Regions from separate parts of the Mus musculus genome. Here all the other regions are linked to region 1. Evidence: chromatin contacts called from public Hi-C data. All regions are on one chromosome and are shown on one strand. The core of a region is the stretch at or near the end of the contact, and the rest is flanking DNA. Distances in the headings are between cores, read along the strand shown. Region 1 overlaps Ncam1 (neural cell adhesion molecule 1). Region 2 has its middle 150 kb from the start of Gm25633. Region 3 has its middle 110 kb from the start of 2310003N18Rik. Region 4 has its middle 170 kb from the start of 2310003N18Rik.

Region 1 (3,403 bases), core at 582-3,081:
ATCACGGAGAAGAGTGGGGTTCAGTGTGGCTACACAACTTTCTTTAGGTTACTTGCCTAGCGAGCAGGGGTAGACACAGACCTCAAACCCAGACCTGATTGTCAAAGATAGCTCTTTTTGACCCTTTTTGCTCCTTCTTTTCCCACTGACATCACAGACACCTATACCCAGAAGACAGGCTCCTAAATTTACTCCTCTAGCCCAGGCCTGTCTTCTTAGACTCACAGACAGATGACCTCTTCAATTTTCATCTGAAAGCCTCTGCCTTTTGCAAAACTCATCCTTGTATTTCCCATTCAAGCCTGTTCTCTCATTCATACTCAAGGGGGCGCCATCTCATCATCTGCTCACATAGCAAATGCTTTTCTACCTCAAGTAACTCGGAGTTACCAGTTGTTCCGCTTCACTATCTGTGCCTTTCCTCAGAACTTCATCAGTGGAACTGTCCCAGCTCAGGCTTGGGCAGTTCTCACCTGGACCAGTGGCTATTTAATGTGTCTGGTTTCTTTGCTCTGGGTCAAGTCTCAGGGACTCATTCTTCTACTGATATCAAGGCCATCTGTATACTGTGCAGGTATCATGATGCCATTTGGGGGGGGGGGGGGTTGAGGTGGCTTGGTCTCCCACCTAACAAGATGCTTGAGTCAAAGCTCCCAATGTAAGATGTAAAGATGTCTCTGGGTTTCATTGAAGCTATGTCCCATATCTTCCCTGCAGTCTGTTCCTTGAGCATGCTCCCTGTCCTAGGCATGCTGTGCTGCCTGCGGTTCAAGGCACTTCACACCTGTCCTCTCTCTTTCCTCTGCTGGAAGGAACACTTTCTTGATGGCAGCCCTCTCTAGGAAGTCCTACATAAAGCCTGGTCTTTTCAATTAAGTCTTCCCTGATTCTTAACACTCTTCCCACAAGCTCCTGCTGTGCATTAGCGCTTCCCTAATGTCACATGGTGCATCTTTACTTGTCACTTTGACTATCTTCCTGCCCCATTACTTGCCTGTCTGCTTACACATTGCCCTTCACATTTTTTAAAAGAGGGACCAAAGGTTTTATATATGCATATATGTACTTGTACAGGTACATACACACACACATACACATATGTTTATATATGTGCATATATATACAAATATATGTGACAATATAATAGTGACTATACAGTAGTTTTGCTTTTGGAATTTGTATATGTTTTTATCATTGTGTACATGTCTGCATCCATGTGCTCATTTATAGATGGCTGCACTCACCATATTGACTTTGGGTATCTTCCTCTACCTCTGTCCACTTATTTTTTTGAGACAGGGTTTCTCACCGAGCCTGGAGCCTGTCTTGTTGTTTGGCTAGACTAGCTGACCAGCAGGTCCCCAGGATCCATCTGTCTCTGTCATACCCAGAGTTGAGTTACAGGCATATGCCAGCATGCCTGTCTTTTACACGGGTGCTGAGATCAGAAACCAGGACTCAGTGCTTGTGTGGGTAGCTCTTTACCTACTTAGCCATCTCCCAGCCTCAATAGTTTTGTTGGCTGGACCACTAAATAATATTTAAAATTCTCTATGATTATCTACTGGTGCCACTTTCATGAAGAGCATGAACAATGGCAAAGTCGCCCTGGCTAAGGATGGGCCTGGTATGCACAGCGCAGAAAGCATGCAGAGGTAATGCCTGCCTGCCTGCCAAGGCAAAGGGATCTGAAGGAGAACATGTTGGAAATATGCATTTTTCAGCACTGCACCAATATTTTTAGAACACATTACCCTGACTCCTTTCACATGTTGGCTTGGAGACGAGAAGTTGCCAGGCCATGTGTGACAGTTGCTGTCTCCGTTTGCTATAAAAAGAAAGGGAGCCGGCATGTTTCAAGCAGAGGAGCTCAAACGCGGAGTTGTGGAAATGTGCCATGGCCCCAGCAAGGTTCTACAGCTTTTACACTTGAGTACCATGTGCAAAGACAGGGCCTCACCACCAGGACCTCCACATGTGGTGTGTCAAAGTTGCAAAGCCTGAGCTCTGACCTTAAGGGTTGAAAACAAATATTCATTTGTTTAGGGCTCATTGGTCGTGTTACCAAGCTAACAAGCTCCAGGCTCAGTGAGAGACGGTTTTAAAATATATGGTTGAAAGAAGCAGAGGAGGATGCCTGAAATCTATCTCTGGCTCCAGCTAGACTCACACAAGTGATGTGTTCTTCCAACTCACTGTGAGCTTAAGTTTAGGGCGCTTCTCAAATATTTTTAGCTTTCTTTAGAACCCACTCCCCCTCTCCAATTAGATGAACCAGTTCTAAGGTCACTGGCTATCTGAAGGCAATGTGTAGAGGGGTGTTTTCTTGCGATTACAGTCCGTGGAGTGGTCCCTAGACCTCCTCCATCCTTGAGGCCTGTCATCCTGCTGGGGGTTCCTTTTGGTATATCCTTGACAACCACACCTGCCTTCTATCCTTCCTGGTGTCTTGAATGAGAATGGCCCTTATAGCCTCATTAAGTTTGAATGCTTATTCCCCCTTCCCATACGCCCACCTATGGTGGAACTGTTTGGGAAGGATTAGGAGGTGTGGCCTTGTTGGAGGGAGGTGTGTCACTGGGGGTGGGCTTTAAGGGTTCAAAAGCCCATGTCATTCCCAGTTATCTTTGTCTCTTTCTATCTCCTGTTTGTGGATCAATATTAGCTCTCAGCTACTGCTCCAGTACCATGTCTGTGGGCTACCATGTTCCCCACTGTGATGGTCATAGACTCATCCTCTGTAACTGTGAGCTCAATCAAATGTTTTCTCTTAATGTTGCCTTGGTCATGGTGCCTTATCATAGTGTTCAAGGCATGTCTTAATCGAGCTACCAAATCCAGAGAGGCTGAGGACCAGGGAGTTGCTCAGTGGGGTCCTCAATGAGTGTTTGTTGCACTTGAAGCAAGAGGACACACTACTGGTTTGTGACAGGGTCCAAGCTGAGAAACCACTACTAAGGTTTGGCTGGCCAGTGTCATCCTGCAGCCCCTGCTCTGTAGGAAGAGCTTCAGGGAACACTGACAGAGGATGTGGGAGATTAGGATGAGAGAGGGGTAGGATGTCTTTCCTCAAGCTCAAGGGTGGAGTGTGGGATCTCAGAAAACATGCGCTAACTAGGCAACTTTATGGCTTGTTCTATAGAATGGCAAGCCTCCTTTAAAAATGAAAGCTGTATTGACTTGTGCAGGCAGGGGACTGTCTCCTAGCCATGTCCAACTGACTAGTCACTTACAGCCTCCCCAGCAGAAAGGACTTTTTCACTTTGAGGAATTATTTTGAGATCATGAAAGAAGGTCAGTTTGATCCAGCTGTTTTCTCGTGCTCTCCCCGGCTCCCATGTGTGCTGGCTGAGCAGGCTGGAGCTTTTGCAAGTGGACAAGGCTCTGCTCTGCAAGTTTTGCT
Region 2 (3,370 bases), core at 868-3,367, 360 kb after region 1:
TTTTACCTTTTCTCCTCCTTTTTATTTTCTCTATATCTCCCTTTTCCTTCCTTTCTTCTTCCCATTCTTCTTCCTTTCCCTTACTCTCCTCTTCCTTATTTGTGAGAAAGGGTCTCACACAGTCCTGGCTGACCTTAAAACTTGTTCTGTGGTCCAGGCTGGCTCTGAACTCCTGATCACTCATCTCTCTCTCCCAAATACTTGGATTACAGGAGTGTGCCTCCTTACTTAGCATCATGGGCTACTCTTAAGTAGAGTAATTTCCACCTAACAACTTAATGCCATCAAGTAGCAATATATCTTTAATTCTAGTCACACAATACAAAATGACAAGTTTTATAATTACATACAATATGGTGCAGTACCTACCTGAATTTAGTGTTAAGCAAATTGGGGTAAGAAGCTAGAAGAAGGGAAAAGGGAAGCTAGAGTATCTAAGAGGCCAATATGGTTGGACCACAGAAATTGAGGAGTCCTGGGGATGAGGATGATGCTAGAGAAGATGGGGAGTACCACTCCCTCCCCAGGCAGATTGTCAGATCCTAGAAAGTCCTGTAGGGAATCATAGCAAGTGCTGAGATAAAATGTGTCTACCTGCAACATCCAGTCCTCACTCCTATTCCCTATTTTCCTTTGTCATTTCCTGGTAGGAAAGAGCTTCAATACTACTACTGTAAGCCCCTTGAGGTACCAGTAGCCAGGCCCCCACCCCCAAACTGTTCTAAGGGTTGTAACAACCCTTTACAACCCCCTTGAGATGCAGGCACTCAGACTGACCTAAACACACACACACACACACACACACACACACACACACACACACTCACACACAAGAAGCCCAAGATCAGGCCAAAGAATCACACCAGTCCCTGAGCTTTCTCCAAGGTCAGGCCACAGAATTCTACCAATACCAGGTCATCCTGGAAAGCTGCCATCCACACACACCCCCACCAAGAACCCTACATAAAGCCTGCCTCCTGCTCAGTTCTATGCTGTTCCTCTCATGAGAAGAGGCAGCCACCCTGTTATGTCTTTCTCAATAGATGTCTTGTATGAGATTTGTTGTGCAGCGTGACTTTGTGGTATACCTTGGCTCTTGACTGCCAGGATACCTTCCCCCCAGAGCTGTAACACTTAAAATACCATTTGTAGAAATAATAATAGTAATGGTAGTAATAATAATAATAATAATAATAATAATAATAATTCTTAAAGTATAGTCTCCCAATCATGCATCTGCCTGTTCTTTCTTCCTTGTTCTCCGCAGCCTCTGCTGCCTCCCCCTTTGTCTCCCTTGGCTCTGTTCAAATAAGCACACCTGGTTAGCTCCACCTGCATGTGTGCACCTGAATCCGGGCATCTGGTTAGGTGCAGGAGTCAAAGAAAACCTCACAGTTTCTGGCCAGCAAGCCTGGACTACATTAAAGTGTTTCTCTTGAACGATTTCCAAGGCACTTAAATATTCTTGGTTTCTTAAAACCCAGCCTTTCCAAACCTTCACTAAGACCTTTGTGCATTAGAAAGAATGAGACACCCCCATTGGGCCAACACAGATTTTGCCCGAGGAATCTTGGCTGGAGTTCAGTCCACCTTGGAGGTCACCCGGGTCCATTCATGCAGGCAGCAAAGTATATAACCCCATGAGGCAGGCCTACTTAGAAGACATAGTGAGGTCAGCCAGGAACAAAAGACTCTGACCTCACTCAGGAAGGAAAAGGATCCGGTTGGTATAGGGCTGGAATCACCATCAATACCTCCCCAACCATGGTCTTGAGAGATAGACCATGGACCAGCCTGGCAGAATACAAAGGGCCAAACAGATGTATTCCAGTGCTGTCTCCAACTAGCTATGCGAGCTTGGGCTTTCTGGCGCCTTGTTTTATCAGCTATAAAAGGAGGATAGAAATTTATGTCACATGGGGCTACTGAAAGGGTTAAATGAGAGAGAGCTTGGATGTGAAGCTGCTCTGTTGAATCTGCTCCCCACCCCCTGCCACCAGCAGATGTTAGTTGGCCACTGGCCTCAAGCCAGAGGCGGGGGCAGGGACAACCTGAGCCATGTGCTCCAGCTCCAGGCAATGTTGAGAAGCAGCAGGGCTCCTTCCTTCCTCATGACTCACTGCTGGTGACTAGTGAGGCTGGGAGGCAGCCCATGTTGGTGGGAAGGAAGTTACTCCCTAGATCCATGGAACTGACATACTGTAGAGGGTGGAGGATAGCCTGGTAGGCATGATGAAGCTCCTAAAAAATCTGTCACAGTTTGAGAAATAAAGAAAAACAGGAAATGTTATGGCAAATATCAAAACAATCTTTCTTGTGATGTAGGGACTTGCAGATATGGTTAGGAGCGGGAGTGTGGTGGAGAATTAGGAATTCTGCCTAGGGAGGAACATCTGTGATAGAAACCAGGTGTGCAGGGACACCTGAGTTCCACCTGGCTGGAAGTTTACTAAGAGTAAGGGAAAGGTCAGATGTCCCTGTCACACTACCTGGAGTTTTGTCTCTCTATATGGGGTAGTTCAATCTCCAAGGATTCTGACTCAGACTGGAGTCCAAGGCGATTTTCTTTGGTCATCGTGTGCTTCATGTACTTATCCACTAAAAGCTAAAGGCACACTCACGTTATCCCATTTACTATTGCAGATGCTAAAGTTACAAATGGAATCAAGAGAGGTAGCAAATTTTAATTAGTAATGGATATGCAAGGGTGTGTGTGTTTGTGTGTGTGCATGTGCGTACACGAACATGTATGTTTGATGTAGTCTTTTGACTGTTTGCCTATGTACAACCATTTGGACAAACATGTTTATTAGGCTCATCTGACCATATGTGTAAATATATGTAAGCTTCTACTGTGTTTGTGTGCATCCTTTTTCCCCAATAACTAAGGGCCAAGTGTAAAATGAATTCCCTCCATAGGCCTGAGTTATATGGGTATAGAAAGGGCAGTCACAGGCTGGCGAGATGGCTCAGTGGGTAAGAGTACTGACTGCTTTTCTGAAGGTCCTGAGATCAAATCTCAGCAGCCACATGGTGGTTCACACCTGTCTGTAATGAGATCTGACGCCCTCTTCTGGCACGTCTGAAGACAACTACAGTGTATTTATGTATTATAATAAGTATATCTTTAAAAAAAGAAAAAAGAAAGGACAGTCGCTGGGAGAGACTTTTTGCTGCAGGGATCCTGGAGCTTCTGAGCACACACTGCCTCAGCATCCAGTTCTCTTTATGAGTGGCTGAACTGATACAGATATAAGTGAAGACCTGAGGAATCAGGGAGATTATAAGTAAGAAGGGGGACACAGAGACTAGAACAGGCCAGAGGTTAAAGCTATTGGCAATAGTTGGGGGCTTAGAAATATAAAATGGA
Region 3 (3,760 bases), core at 707-3,206, 500 kb after region 1:
ATAGTATAGGCATGAAAAGAAATAGCTGCATGTTCTCACTTAGATATGGATACCAAAACAGTTGGTTTCCAAGAAGTAGGGAGATGAACAGTGGTTATGAGAGGCAGAAAAGGGTGGAGGAGAAGGGAATACAGGGAAAACTGGCTTCAAACTCATTAGGAGAAGTTAGAAGTTCTCTGGAGCATCTTAGCATAACTGTATTTAGCAAGAACGTATTATAATGTATTTCCAAGTACCTGGAAGGAAAGATTTTTACTGTTCTTCCCCCCAAAGATATGATAAATGTTCAAAGTGATGGATATGATATTTATACATCATTTTATCTTTATACAATGTGTACGTGTGCCAAAATTTAGCACTCCATCCCTAAGTATGTGCAATTACTGATGTGTCATTTGGAAATAAGATAATGATGCTAAGTAAGAGAAGCCAGATTGAAATATAGAAAAAGGCATAAAAGACACAGAGGTAATTGGGGGAATATAGTCATTATCTTGGTTTGTGGAAATAGTTTTCACAAGTATATATATATATATATATATATATATATATATATATATATATTAAAAGTTATTAAGCTATGTACATTAGACATGTGCAAGTCATTATGTATTTGCTATTCAACCCCCAAAGATACTTACATATTTGAATGCTGAAAATGTAGAACATATGCCACTTGTACTGCTCTGTGGCCTTTGTGAGAAATATAGACACAAGTTAAGCCTGGTAGCCTGTGGATCCCTCTATAAGGTGGGAGAAGAAACCATTGCTCCGTGGGGGTGCTGTAGGGAACAGAGACAATACTCAGTATGTCAGGTGTTGGAGCCACCAGTGTCTTTTCTCTCCCTTCTCCTGACAGTGTGACTGATATGAAGGCTGAATAAGAGTCTCCTGAAACTAGCAATTGGTGCAGTTCCCACATGAGATATGAGGGACACAGAGATATCCAAAGCACTAGGAGACTTCCACCAGAAGTGAGATGCAGGGGCAGATGATGTCGCCCAGAAGACAGGACTCTGTCACTGTGAGCCAGACGTAGCTTCAAAACTGAAGGAAGGAGGGGACTTGGTGGCTCCAGATGCAACTTGCAGCTGTCGTGGGAAGCCAGCCCAGGCCGGCCACCATGGTGCTGTGTGTGTCCTTGATGAGAAAAGGGGCAGTGTGTGTCTGAAAGGACTGATTCACATATCTTCATAAGATTTTGGGATCTGAGCCACCCAGCTGGGACATGCTGTCCATCTGAATCGAGCACCCTCCCCACAGATTAACAGTTCACCTCGTTTCAGACTGTGGAGTGGCTGGGGCTTGGTAGCACCAAGGGCATCCTCTGACTTCTGTGAATCTCCTGTAGGGCTACCCCCAAGGTGGAGTAAAAAGACTCAATCCCAGCTTACTGAGATGGACAACAATGGCTTGTTCTACACAGCCGTGAAAGGGCTTAGGGATGAGAAGATAGCTGTATCGATGGTTTCTAAAAAGAAATTGTAAAAACAAGGAGGGAGGGGGCTCCAAAAAAAATTCACCCTGTGTTCAGCTCTGCCTCCCTAGGAGAAAATGGAGAGAGAATTGCTCTGTTCTCCTTTCTTCTCTAAAAGCATTACTGTTTGGGGGTCCCAGATGGAATCTTCTCAGACTCACATCCCCGCAGCATTGAGGTCCCAGGGCTCTGCGTCAAGAAGCCATGATTGTAGACTGTCAGTGTATAGGGTTGCTATTGCTGTCATAAAACACCATGACCAAAATCAACTTGGGGAAACAAGAGTTTATTTCATCTTACAGCCTAATGTTCATCGTCCAGGCAAGTCAGGGCAAAGCCTCAAGGCAGGAACCTGGAGGAAAGAGCTGATGCAGAGGCCATGGAGAAGTGAGTCTTACTTATCGTTCCTCCTTGCTTGCTTAGCCTGCTTTCTTATACACCCCAGCACCTCCTATCCAGGGGTGGTAGCACCCACAAAGTGTGAAGTGCTCCCACATGACTCACCGACAAAGCACACGCTCCTTGGGCTTGCATAGAGTGTAACGCTATGGAAGCCTTCTCTCAGTTATGTCTCCCTCTTCTCAGAAACTATAGCTTGTATTAAGTTAACAAACAACAGCCAGGATAGTCACAGAAGGAACTTCAGTCCTCAGCAGCTCAGGACTCCTGGTCTAGATGGCATGACACCAAGGGATAGCCGTGAGCAATCCCTGGTGCTTATGAGGCACAATAACCCAAAACCTGGAGGCAGAGAGTACAAGTTATTCATGCGCGGGAGATGTGAATATGTAAGGAGTACCATCGCATACATTTTAATGTCAATGTGATGCCTTCTACTCTGTGGCTTAGAAATAACTGAAAAGAACCAAAATTAGTATCTCAATGAGAAGGAATATTTTTACCTCTCAAAGGAAAATAGAAGCAAGCAAACAACAACATCAGCAAAACCCCCTCTCCTCTCGCTATGGCGAGGCGATGGATGTGAGGCGATGGATGCGAGGTGATGGATGCAGACTGAGAGAAGCAAGCCCGGAGATCTGGCTCTAGTGATCTCCTGAGCGAACGCTCTGAGTGGTTGGTGCAAACAGCAAACTCTAGATCCTGCTCTGAGGTGACATCCTCAAGATCCAAGAGAACAGCTCTGGTTAGACAAAGCACAGCCTGAAGCTTCTCAAGTAGTTTCCCTGTAAGTTTCAAAACCATCTTCTACTGAGTGCTCGATATTTCAATGAACTCATATATTTGCCAGTAGTTAAAAAAATAAAATAAAATAAAATAAAATAAAATAAAATAAAATAAAACAACAAAAGAAACACACTATCGCAGGTGGAAAGGGTTGACCAAAAGAGCTGCCCCTCTCTTAATAAAGAAGGAAAGGAAGAAAGAAAGGAAGGAAGAAAGGAAGGAAAGAAGGAAGGAAGGAAGGAAGGAAGGAAGGAAGGAAGGAAGGAAGGAAGGAAGAGAGAAAGAAAATGGGGCTTTATGGGAAGATTTGCTCTAGGTGGTAGGAGATATGCCTACAGAGATGTGTTAAGTCCTAGGGTAGTTGTCTAAATGACAAAAGCCATCCATCCCTCAGGAGCAGGCCATCTCCCACAACCTGACAGCTTAGGCTCCTCCTTTTATCCCTCAGGCAAAAATGTTCCTGAATGGCCATTTGAGGTGCACAGTGACGAAGGCAGAGACCATGCTCTCCACAAATAATTTTGTTAAGGATGCAAATCCAATCCGGCAGAATCTCCCCTTGTGCAGATTGCTAATGTATTTTAACCACCACATATATTCTTACATGTTCCGTTTCAATAAAGCCTCTTTTCTCTCAGTTGGAGATGCCAGATTTGGACCGAGTATGTTACATCTAGCCAAGAGAACATATTTCCTCCCCGAAACACGGCCTTGACAGCAAAGCAAAGTGTGATTAAGTTGTATCACAAATAGGTGCAGCTCCATCCATCTGGCAAAAGGGGAGTCTGTGCTACCTCATTAAGAAATCAAATGATCTGGGCTGATCAAACATCCCTTTACAGCTTGAGGAAGTGAAGTGGTCCAGTTAGATTCCTGCAAATGGGTGGGAGCTGCTGCCATCCTAACAGAACAAAGCTAGGCGTGAGGACCTAGGAAAGATGTCATTTGTACATATTTGGGTCAGCGATGTACACACAGCAAAGGAAGGCAGTGCAACTTTCTGGAGAATCTTGGCCAGTAACTTGTGAAACACTGATCCAATTTGCTTGGAATTTTAAAAAAAAAAATAATTGGCTCCTGCTGGCTGAGGCCCCGTGC
Region 4 (3,330 bases), core at 632-3,131, 450 kb after region 1:
AGTCTTGTGCCATTATTGATTATACTTTGTGGCCATAGAAAACTATTGTGTTGGCTATTGGGCTCACAATGCTTCTACTCTAGCTTATATACAAAGAGATGGTCCAGTGGCTTTATTAGTTATCTATGACCCTAGCTATGGACCTACTCATCGATCCCAGGGTAAATTAGGCCTGTAAGAGTCTTTCTTCATTTTTTTTTAACACAAAGTAAGAGAAGAAGGTCATTCCTTCACCAAGGGCAAGATTTAGGCCAGGAGGCTTGAGAACTATCAGTGACTCATTTTCCCAGTTGCTGAGGAAATAAGATTATGACAGAAGCAAGGGAGAGAGAAGAGGCTACTCGTGATAAAACCCGAACAAGCTGGTAGGGTTATTTAAGTCCCAGTTCCAGTGATCCTTAAGAATCTTTTATCCCTTGAATAATATAAAGCATTCTAGTCCTCTAGTCTCTTCCTGGTACATTTTCATTTGTGTCTAAGACAGTGTGAGTTGGGCTTTTTACATATTATCATCAAATATGCATGGTGAATTCTGAAAGGTTTAGGTTTCATCAAGAGCTACTGGCAAGTGGTATGAACTACCCTGTTAGGAACAGTGCAAAGAGAGTACCCTGGCGTCAGCCTGGATCAGCGTTTGGTTGTATGCACATTTGTTTACTCTTTAGGCTTCTCTGAGTGAGAAACATCCACTTTGTCATTTAAGTGGCAAGAAAATGAACTCTTGTCAGTCCTTGGCACTTTCTATTCAAATATCCACATGAAAGATCCCCGGGGCTGAGATAAAGATAAGATGAGCAAAACCTAGGTATACCATGGAAGGAAGTACCCACTCTCAGAGTCTTGCAAATTCCCTCAGCTTCCTTTCTTACCACATCCTAGCCCCATTTTAGATGTTCCAGATGCTATGAGGACACAGGGTGTGAGCTTTCAACATAGTAGACTGTCAAATTTATTTTGGAACTGAAATCTAAAACAGCGAATTTTCATCTGGCTTTGTCACCAATTCAATATGATCTCAAAAAGACTCTGTAACCTATCTGGGCCTGGGCTTCTTATTGGTAAATTAAGAACAATCACGTCTACTCTGGTTATTTTCAAGCACTGTGATAAGAATAATATTAAATCATGAACGGAGTGGTTAACAGGCTTCTTGGAGGCTGTACAATTCATTCACTGGAACATTAAACCTAATCTCTTACATAAACTCTAGGTTTGCCTGTGACTCGTTTCTTATTTAATTAATTAAACAAATAGGTATTAAGTGCCTACCATGATCAAGGCTGAGAGAGGTACCTGTGGAGAATGAGAAGAAAAATCCAACACATAATATGTTCCATAGGAAATAGAAGTTAGGTGGGATGAGAAGGAAACCACCACCAGGACTCACATAGCTTGATTGATACCCAGTGATTCCCGTAGCCCATTGCCCAGTGGTTATCCTTGGTCTTTCCTTATCTCTTAAGGCAGGTCTACGTTTACTCTTAGGTCCATCTTTTTCCACAGGCCAAAGTTGCTAGGGGAATAACCTGCAATTAGAATTATCTTAGAGAAAAAAGAATTCATCTCAAAAAAAGAGCCAGCTATATATCCTTGACTTACCTGAAGCCTCTGAATATCAGACTTGGAAGACAAAGTTAGCCAGTGAGCAGGTCTAAAAGAGAACTCCTGGTGAATATTCTTTATTACTCTTTTTGGTATTTCTTGACCTTCAATGACACATCTTATATTTTGAGGTCTAAGATAATTGGAAATAAAATGGGAGTTCCAATGTTCAGGGTTCAGAGCCCCTCAGAGAAGTGGCAGGAGTCGGATTATACTGCATGTCCAATACTCAGCAGCAACAGGCGAGGCATAAAGTCCCTGCAAATCTCTCATCCTCTGCTGTCCTATCTGGGGAAAGACATGCCAGCGATTTAACAAGCACAAGGGTGTAAATCACACAGTGAAAACTCTCACCATGGAAGGACAAAGATTTCCTAAAAGAATGAGGGAAAAAAGCCACCCAGTGCTAGGCATTCTAGGAGTTAGTGTTGGTGTCTAAATGTTAAACATTTACATTTTACAGCAAAGTGACATTTTTAAAGGCATTCTATTGCCCATTTGCAGCCATTACTCGCTGTTGGCCATGGACTTAAGGCTGGAGCTGAGCGATGAATCAAAGGCACCCTTTGTACCATGTCACTAAGCAACTGCCTCCTCTTCTGTCTCTCACAGAGCCTGGGCTGGGCACACAGCCTGTGTCATCCACATGGTGAGTTTACGGGTCTTGATTTATGCCAGCCAACGTTTCCTGAGGAAAAGGCAGTTGAGTTTGGGCTTGGGCCATGTCTCGTCGATGTGCTGGGAGGAAAACATGGAGCAAGTGGGGATCAGCACAAGTAGGCAAGGTCAGGCCTGGTGTTTTGTTCCAGATTGCCCTAGCATCTGTAGAATATCGCTTCAGTTCAAAGAAGGCAAGTAGACAGCATGCATGTTGATGAGCTCCTTTGCAATCCAAAGTGGGCATTCCTAGTCTATCATAAAGTATGTTATTGAGCCAGATGTAGCTTGGAATTGTATACGATATATATTTCAAGACTCCCTTACCAACTGGCCAGTTGGCATATGAGATGAGCCTATTTGTCACCCTGTCTATGTGCCAAAGTCTGATTGCCACCTCTTTTTTTTTACATAAGGCTTCAGCATTTCTTCATATATAGCTGTCTCTGTAATGGAAATAACAAGGTTGGGGACAGCTAACCTGCACACTTCTTTGTGTGCATAAAAATCACTTAATCATGCTGGCACTGGACAAGAATTTGATGTTGTCCACAACACGTACACAGAAAGTCATGATGCTTGTCACTTAATGAACACATGCTGTGCATCAGGTATGCAGATGGGTTAACTGATTAGTATTCGCCTTTCACAGTGAACTGAAGGCTCAAAGAAATAAAGTCATCCATAAGACTCAGCCAACCAGAGAGAAGCTGTACTTGAACCCAAGAATGTCTAACTCCAAATAGTTCGTTCTTAGATTAAAAAGTAGACCTTGATACTGGGCACATTGGCTCGCCATCTAAACATTCAAATTTTCTTCTTTGCATCAAGAGGAGAGAGAAGATCCTTTCTTCCTTTCAGAACGTGTCTCCAGATCGTTCCTCACTCTGTCTAGCTTCTAGCTTCCCTGGCAGCTCCTTTAACCCTCCTTGTTTTCAGTTTTCCTTTTAACTAGGTTACAGGGCAAAGTCCAACAGAAAGACAGACCTAAGTGTATGTATGAGAAAGGACTTAACAACAAACATCAGTTATCTCATTTCATAGATGCTAGTAATTGGCTAACAAGGAGGG

Evidence for each region. Hi-C and Micro-C count contacts between places; a contact is called where the count stands out from the background.
Region 2: a contact with region 1 is called in a Hi-C map of cerebral cortex, with 4 times the contacts expected there. The contact joins two enhancer-like sites. A contact is called at or near these places in 5 of 484 Hi-C or Micro-C datasets (the N1E-115 cell line, cerebral cortex, cortical neurons and 1 more).
Region 3: a Hi-C map of cerebral cortex shows a contact between it and region 1, with 7 times the contacts expected there. The contact joins two enhancer-like sites. A contact is called at or near these places in 2 of 484 Hi-C or Micro-C datasets (cerebral cortex and uterus) and 5 of 115 datasets of contacts at active chromatin or transcription factors (embryonic basal ganglia, embryonic stem cells and neural progenitor cells).
Region 4: a Hi-C map of cerebral cortex shows a contact between it and region 1, with 5 times the contacts expected there. The contact joins two enhancer-like sites. A contact is called at or near these places in 4 of 484 Hi-C or Micro-C datasets (cerebral cortex, cortical neurons and neural progenitor cells).

What each region holds. Positions count from the first base shown.
Region 1 is chr9:49,617,075-49,620,477 of GRCm38.p6, forward strand. All of the region lies in intron 1 of Ncam1 (neural cell adhesion molecule 1), which reads right to left. Among named protein-coding and RNA genes, the nearest start is that of Gm11149, 100 kb to the left of the region's middle. Within about 2 kb of position 1,832, at least 14 of the 459 cell types and tissues checked have an H3K27ac peak or open chromatin away from gene starts, as enhancers often do. A contact at or near this core is called in cerebral cortex, where this site is marked.
Region 2 is chr9:49,978,979-49,982,348 of GRCm38.p6, forward strand. No RefSeq gene overlaps it. Among named protein-coding and RNA genes, the nearest start is that of Gm25633, 150 kb to the left of the region's middle. Within about 2 kb of position 2,118, at least 91 of the 459 cell types and tissues checked have an H3K27ac peak or open chromatin away from gene starts, as enhancers often do. A contact at or near this core is called in cerebral cortex, where this site is marked.
Region 3 is chr9:50,117,650-50,121,409 of GRCm38.p6, forward strand. No RefSeq gene overlaps it. Among named protein-coding and RNA genes, the nearest start is that of 2310003N18Rik, 110 kb to the right of the region's middle. Within about 2 kb of position 1,957, at least 27 of the 459 cell types and tissues checked have an H3K27ac peak or open chromatin away from gene starts, as enhancers often do. A contact at or near this core is called in cerebral cortex, where this site is marked.
Region 4 is chr9:50,062,785-50,066,114 of GRCm38.p6, forward strand. No RefSeq gene overlaps it. Among named protein-coding and RNA genes, the nearest start is that of 2310003N18Rik, 170 kb to the right of the region's middle. Within about 2 kb of position 1,882, at least 33 of the 459 cell types and tissues checked have an H3K27ac peak or open chromatin away from gene starts, as enhancers often do. A contact at or near this core is called in cerebral cortex, where this site is marked.